Regions from separate parts of the Mus musculus genome. Here region 1 is linked to region 2. The links are chromatin contacts, called in public HiChIP or PLAC-seq maps. All regions are on one chromosome and are shown on one strand. The core of a region is the stretch at or near the end of the contact, and the rest is flanking DNA. Distances in the headings are between cores, read along the strand shown. Region 1 overlaps Bace1 (beta-site APP cleaving enzyme 1). Region 2 has its middle 12 kb from the start of Gm30883.

Evidence for each region. HiChIP or PLAC-seq counts read pairs in DNA pulled down with a chosen protein or histone mark.
Region 1: a FOXA1 HiChIP or PLAC-seq map of pancreatic cancer cells shows a contact between it and region 2. The contact joins two enhancer-like sites. A contact is called at or near these places in 2 of 39 promoter capture datasets (hippocampal neurons and liver) and 2 of 115 datasets of contacts at active chromatin or transcription factors (embryonic stem cells and pancreatic cancer cells).

What each region holds. Positions count from the first base shown.
Region 1 is chr9:45,849,321-45,853,333 of GRCm38.p6, reverse strand. It overlaps Bace1 (beta-site APP cleaving enzyme 1), which reads right to left. Exons shown (of 9, transcript NM_011792.6): 2 at 358-446. Among named protein-coding and RNA genes, the nearest start is that of Bace1, 13 kb to the right of the region's middle. Within about 2 kb of position 1,758, at least 119 of the 459 cell types and tissues checked have an H3K27ac peak or open chromatin away from gene starts, as enhancers often do. A contact at or near this core is called in pancreatic cancer cells, where this site is marked.
Region 2 is chr9:44,903,780-44,907,404 of GRCm38.p6, reverse strand. No RefSeq gene overlaps it. Among named protein-coding and RNA genes, the nearest start is that of Gm30883, 12 kb to the right of the region's middle. Within about 2 kb of position 1,979, at least 145 of the 459 cell types and tissues checked have an H3K27ac peak or open chromatin away from gene starts, as enhancers often do. A contact at or near this core is called in pancreatic cancer cells, where this site is marked.

The DNA of each region.
Region 1 (4,013 bases), core at 509-3,008, 950 kb before region 2:
TATACCAACATGCCTAGTTCCTTCATCTTGCTTAAATCACGTGTAACTACCCAGAGCAGCCCCCAGTCCCCGGTGAGAACATGGTGAAAGGCACTAACCACTAGCCTGTTCAGCCTTCTAAACTCTAGCTATGACAGTGGGTTGGCCCTACTGCCTGTCCATATAGACAGAAAATGAGATGGTTCATGTTCTGCTCTGGGAGCCTTGGGGCAGAAGCACTTCATGTCTGCCCCTTAACCCACCCTTTCCCACACTGTCTTTCTTCCTGGCCCCAGCTGCCTCCTTTTGCTTTCCCCCTCCCTAGTAGAAGAAAGGCTCTTGTTCTTGAACCCTCTCCCACCCCTCCCCAGGACTTACAGCTGCCTCTGGTAGTAGCGATGCAGGAAAGGGTGTGGGGCAGCCCCCACTGCAAAGTTACTACTGCCCGTGTCCACCAGGATGTTGAGCTGTCAGAGAAAGGGGAGAGAAAAGACATTGCAGACAGACGGCTCTGGACCCACCGGCCTGTGGTCCTGGTGGACCTGTCCACGGAATAAGAGCAGCCAGGCCGACAGCACTGGCACCAAGGCCACAGGCAGACTTTGAGGGTCCTCCTGAGCCTCAGAGACTGCACTTGCGTCTGTCTGTGACATGCTAGTGTTTCCTGTCACCTGATCGTCACTATTTCTCTCTGCCATCAAGAGGCCTCTGCTGCGGCTGATCCACTCCATCTGGCACTGGCAAGGAAAGATGTGTGGGATCAGTGGGTAGGGCACATTGGTACCCAGGTGTGTGTGGGACTCCATGCCCCACACCCATAATGTGGTTTCTCCTGAGTTACTTAAGCTTATGTGTGCCATCGTCAGAAAGAATGGGCATCCAGGAGTGCCATGGCTGAGAGTGGACAGACAGCTGTGTCTCTGTCCTGGCTGTGTGTGCACAGCTCTCTCCTAGCACCTCTACTAATGTGTCCCCCGCTCTACTGCTTGTGATCAACTCCTCTTAATGAAAGGAATCATATTCTTTTCCTTTTCAAAGAGGATTGGACCATCCTCTTTAAATTGTAAAAACCAAAGAGAACATTACACTCATGAAAAACCCAAATAAACTCTGTATCTTCATTTGCTTTCAATTACCTGTGCTCATCACTGATTTTAGAAGTCGCTTAACTAATAAAGGAAAAAAATAGCAGCCTCTTCTGTTTGGTTACCCACCTTGGTAAGGGTTGTTCAGGATTTTGGTTGTTGTTTTAAAATTGTTTTTCAAACCTGGAGATGCCTTCTAGGTCAAACTGGTTGAAACCACTGACCCTGGACTCCCAAAAATGACCAGATGATATCACAGAGCCAAAACCGCTGTCCGCAAATCCTGCCAATGTATGCATCCTGTGATGAGTCATGAAGTTTATGCATGTGCAGACTGTCCCTCATTTCACCTTTCCTTACCTGCAGTCACTTTCCACTGTGACTTGTATTAGCTTCCACCATGGTGACACCTGCCTAAAGCAACTTAGGAAAGTGTAAAAATGTATTTTGTGTCTCTGGTTTCCTCCTCCTCTTCCTTCTTTTCTTCCTTCTCTTCCTTGCCTTTTTTTTTTTTTTTTAAAAGAAGGGTCTCCTGTCACCCAAAATGGCTCTTGAGCTCACTTTGAAACTGAGAGTGACTTTGATCCTTTATTCTTCCCCAACCTCCAGGATGCTGAGGCACATGCCACCCACCGTGTGCCTGCCCCTTCCTCCCCACCTCAACTACATAGCTTAGGGTTTCAGATGTTTCAGTCTGTGGTCACTAGGCCACATTGCTTTGGTATGTGTCAACATAGTACGTCGTGTGACAAAGGGGACCTGCCACCGCAGCCAAGAAGCAGAGGAAGAGGAAGGAGCCAGAGTCCTAATATCTCCTCCTAGAGTATACCCCCAGTTACCTGACTTCCTCCCACTAGCACCACACTGAAAACACATGGTCCGTTGGGGTACAGTTTAGATCCAAGTTATAGCAACCCTGTTTCTTTATCACACAAGCATCCTTCAACCTGATCTTCTCCAGAAGCCAGCTTTAGTCTGAGGGTTCCTCACCTCCCCATTTAGCCACCTCACAAATGAAATTAGCTTTGTAAAACTAACTATGAAGCAGAGTGCATACATAGCAGGCCAGGTGCAGTCAGACTCTGATGGCCTGACCCTGCCCTCAGCCACACCAGACCGTGATGTTTTTGCTGTATAGGAGGATCAGGGAAAGGGCCCTGTCCTCAGGAAAACCCAGCAGCCTGTCATGGACTCTCTCTGCCCTCTCTCTCCCTGCACCTCAGCTTTCCCAGTGGCCTTCCCTTCCTTTCTCAGTGAAGTCAGCAAAGCTCTGACCTAGTCACCTTGCGAAGGTCACCATGGTCATGAGCTTGTTTTGTCCCATCTGCCAGGCCCTTTCCTGGCTTCAGGGCTCAGCAGTGCCCATGGGCTGTGCTGGCTGATTCCAATGCCAGCTTAGGTTTTCTGATCACCCCCAAAGCCTCCCCTACATTGATGGCCAAGCCGTGAATCCTACCTCAGACCTCCTCTCCGGCTCCCACTCCTGGCTGGGCTCCCATTTTCCTCCCTGCCTGCTTCTCCCCACCTCTACTTCTGTGCCTCTCCCTGGTTTCTGGGCAGCCACCAGTTAACAGTGGCTGTGCTTTTAAAATAATCGATAGAGCCTGGAGGCTCCGCATGGCAGATTTCAACCAGCTGGGTTAATGGTTAAAAGGCCTCACCCCGCTTACCGGGACCCCTTTCTGTACCTTTAGGGCTTAGCTTTGAGCACCAGAAATGGGTCCCCTCCTGACACAGTCCCTGTAACCTGTTCATGGGAGGGACACTACTTGGGATCTGTGTAAAGGCTAGCTTGAGCAGATTGGCCACTTCTTTACACTAGACTGAAACCTCTATCCAGGGACCCCGTTGTCCAGGGCCTTTTCCTGTCTCTCCTCTCTTCAGAGTTCCTCCTTCTCTACCACAAGGTCCTGAGCCTTGTTTTCTCTCTGGTCCCAGTCTGACTCTTCCACCTGAGGAAGGTTTCTCTCAGACAAACAGGGCTAAGGCCAAGAAAGAACAACTTTCCTCACTCCTGGGCCCCTCTCCTTCCCCAGCCTGCCCTTTTCCAGGGCTTCAGACTCCTATCGCTCTTGCCTCTCCCTCTCCACAACAAAACAGGAAAACGTTGAGACTCCCTCCGCAGCAATGTCTGGCTGCTCCTGCTATGCATGTGGTCCTGCTGCTGAGAAATGATTTCTGGAGCTGTCTTTCAACATTTCTAACTGAGCCCCTTGGGCAGCTCTTGGCAGCCTCTCCCTTTCAGTTTGGTGCAGGCCTGAGGCAGGAGCTGAGCCACCCAGTACTCTTACTGCCAAACAAGGCAGTTAGTGGTGGTGTGGGGGGGGATTAGTTGCAGAAGCCTCCTATCTCCTGGGCCCTGAGCCCACTCTAGTCTTGTTACTCTAGCCTTCCTGGGCCTGAGGCTGCCCCAGCCACTCGAGCCTTCCCCCTGGCTCAGGCCCCAGTTTTCATCTGGGCTGGGAAGACAATTCCCTCCTCGCTCCTTTGCCAGGCACCCATTCTAGACATGATCCCCTTTTCCTCAGGCTAATTCAATCACCGTGCTACATGGGCTCCCGCTCCTCCATCCCAGCACCAAAGAATCCAAATCCTTCCCACTGGCCTTTACAAATGCCGAGTCTCTTCATTAAAAACAACACAAACCTTCCTGAATCTCACACCCGCCTCCAGCTACCCTCTCTTCACAAGCTAAGCTCTCAGCCAAGCTGTCTTCATTTCTTCACCTCCTACTCTTTCTCAAGCCATTCTAAAACTGGCTTTGCCTGCATCCCGCCACTATCAAGCAGCCTTTACTACAGTTGCTGAGGCTTTCACAGGGACAGATACATGAGAGATCTTTCTTTCACTCCCATGTCACCTCTTGGGTCCTCACAGGCTCACACCCCCAGCTTGGCTTTGCCTTCTTCCCCAGACTACTTTCCTGTAGGCACCTCCACGTAGGGATGC
Region 2 (3,625 bases), core at 730-3,229:
TCTCAGCTCGGTTTGGTTCTACTCTCAAACCATGCTAAGGTTGATTTTCTCTTAGATAGTAACTTCCTAATCCTGAATACTGTAGAGCGTGGAGCGACTGACTTCTTACTCCCTACTGAGTTGGCTTTTTACCTCGCCCAGGACTGTGATCACTCTTGCGATGAGTATCACCACAGTCTACCAGGGATAGGCTTTTCAGTGCGCCTACCTGCACCTGCTCCCCACACAAAAGCTCCCACATTCATTAGAACACTCCATGCACGGGCCCCTAACCATCCATCTGCGACCTCGCCTTAATCCCACTTTGGCTACCAAATATCCTTTAGCCACACAGTTTCTAATCAGTTCTCATTAAAAAAAAAATCAGCTTTTAAATATCAGGCCATGTGATTGTCTGTTACTCCCATGGTTGCCTACCAATCATTCACCAGGTCACACTCCCTTTTATCTCTTGGCCATTTTTTTCTCTTGGTTCACTGTCACTCTATAACACGGTGGTCCTCAACCTTCTAACACTGTGACCCTTTTATATACACAGTTCCTCGCGTGGTGACCCACAACCATAAAATTCTTTTGTTGCCCCTTCATAACTGTAACTTTGCTTCTGGTGTCAATCGTAATGTACATGTGGTTGTGATATAGGATATCTGACCTGCGAGCCTCTGGGGGGCGAGACCCACAGGCTGAGAGCCACTGCTATAACACTACTCTGCAACACACATGCAGGCCATTGATTGCCAAAATTGCAGCATCACTGCCACTAAGGATCTCTGTAACAACTGCTTATTTTGTATGTGTGTGGAACACTTGTAGTGATCAGAGGACATGTGAGAGTTGATTCTTTCATAAGATATGGGTTCCAGGGATCAAACTTGGGTCCTCGGGTCAAGGTAAGCACCTTACCTGATAAGCAATCTTTCCAGCCCCCACCAAGGGTCTTAGAAATGGTAAGTTCCCAGGTCCCATCTCAGTTCTCCAAACTCCCAACAACCAGCCTCCTACCTTTCGTTAGCACCGCTTCCTGTGTCCACGAAACCGGCATCCCTTCCTAACCGCCTACCAGCCCAGCCCCCGAAAGGCACATCTGCGTTTATTTGAACACACGCTGACCATGAGCAAATTGACCCTCATAACCTTGACTTTCCCCTCACTTCCCAGACTTATTTACAGTCTCTAGTCTATGCTTATCATTCTTTGGAGCACACCTTCAACTTCCTTGCCTCTCACCATGGAAATTGCCAAAACCACATCCTTGGCTTTCTCTAAGTACTCTGTGCTTCACCCGTGAAGCTAAGTGAAGCTGGAGAAAACAACCCAGAGGACTAGTTTCATTTTATACTCGTACTCAGAACCTTAAGACGGCACTCCACAAGACCTGCCAATCATATTGTAGTTCTTTTCCTTAGGCCATGATTATTTCTATCAACAGATGATCTCGCTTCCCACTTGACTAAGAAAATGTAAGCAGTTGGAGCGCTTCCACTTCAGAGACATCATCCGCACACCTACCCTGTTTGCACCCATATAAATATAGATGCAGGAGTGACTCAGCTGGCACCAGCTCGGGAGCAGTCTCAGCCTGCAGGCCTTCAGGAAGTGAGTCCCCCAGGCCTGCATCTCCCTCTGTGGCAGACTGCCACCAAAGCCTGCTGTTTATCAGCCCAGGACCAAACACAGCAAGTGGTACACTTTGCCTGAACTAGCACCTCCAGGCACACAGAACTCACTTGTACAAACTGTGATGGGGAGAGTCAGCTTGTCTATTCAGGATCCACATTTTATAAAAGCTCTTGCCTCTGGTCCTGGCCTCTTCTACCTGCCACATCTCTGTCTCCCTTTCTTCAGCTCATCGCTTCTTTTGAGCAGTCTCTTCAAAATTTTCCGAACTGTATTCCTTGCCTTTGATGGGTGGCTGTACAGTCCACATCATTGTACTCTATTGCTACATTTACCTTTATTTCCCTCACTACGCTGCAAGTTGCTTAAGGAAAATATGGTATCCAAGTCACCTTTGCCATCCTAGCCTATCCCATGATCTGGCTTATATAGTAGGGTTTCAAAATATGAGAAAAGCAAGCTCTACTTGCTGTGTTTGGTCCTGGGCTGATAAACAGCAGGCTTTGGTGGCAGTCTGCCACAGAGGGAGATGCTGGCCTGGGGGACTCACTTCCTGAAGGCCTGCAGGCTGAGACTGCTCCCGAGCTGGTGCCAGCTGACTCACTCCTGCATCTCAACCTCCTGCGCTCAAACAGATTTGGATCCTGATTCATTGTGTTGCTTGCTGGCTGTTGGAGCAGAGATGCTTGTGCCTGAGGCTAGGAAGGAAGAGACAGGAGGTGGGCAGCTGAAGAGCCTTTACGGGAGACTTACGCAATAGACTCCCGAAAATCCCTGGAATGCTTCAGAAATGTACCATCTGAACTCTCTCCCTCAGACAAGCCTACAGTTCAGGGTACATCCTCTGTGAACGCTGAAAGAACACCATAAACAGCATGCTTTCCCTTACAGGGGTTTCAACATGCAGCTCATAGATGAGTTTTGATAAGGATTATACCCTGGGCTTCTTGCATGAAGCAAAAAAAAAAAAAAAAAAAAAAAAAAGGTTATCTTCAGAAACTCCAATTCCAGTGTAGTCAAATCCAAAAGCAATTAAAATACTGTTGTGTGGTTTGGAATTACAGCTTGCAGTTAAAATAGCTACCATTTCCCCTAAGGACAGCCTGCATTTCTACCCCAATGTCATCTCACTCTGGGTCTCAAGAAGGTAGAGAACTCAACAGAAAAAGTTATTTAAGCCAAGCTTGATAGCACGCACTTATAATGCCAGGACTCCAGAAGCAGAGACAGGATTGCTCCAGCCAATCAACACAGGGCCTTCTAGGCCAGCAGGGCTGCATAGTAAGATCCTGCCTCAAGCAAAAATAAACAAGTGCTCTAAAACATCAATTAGAACACCATGGAAGAGTGGCCAACAAGTCTAGGGACACTCAGAGTCGTGGAGAGCAAATGAAGGCACCAATGACTGAGCAGACAGGAGAGTGGGGCTTCCTCACTGCCTTACCATGAACCTCATTACAGCTTTGTCCTCTTAGTGTACATTGGTTTGTTATATAATACCCAAGTCACTACCACAGCCTACAACCACAAACTGATTCTCTCTCTCTCTCTCTCTCTCTCTCTCTCTCTCTCTCTCTCTCTCTCTCTCTCTCACTTTGTTTTTTGAGACAGGCTCTTACTATGTAACTCTGGTAACTCACTAAGTAGATCAGGCTGCCTCCTGCCTCTGCCATGTGTACCACCACATCTGGCAGCAAACTGATTTCCAGTTCTTGGATCCAAACTTCACCCCCACAGCCCCGGAGGTAAATGCCAAAGCCACAAGGCCCTGGCTTTGGAGCCCTTAAGCTTGTTTGCCCAACCATAACCATCCAGCCCAACTGCCCCACAGCCACCCTTCCCAGGAGGAAGTGCCTCAAAGAACTGAGTAGTAACCGTCTCACAAGTTCTTGTGGGGAAAATCGGAGGACACAAATCAACAAGAAAATCCGTTCTCCCACTTCAAACATGTTAAACCCCCACGTTAAGGCAAAGGAGTCGCATGTCATCCTTGCCTGACGTCTCTGAC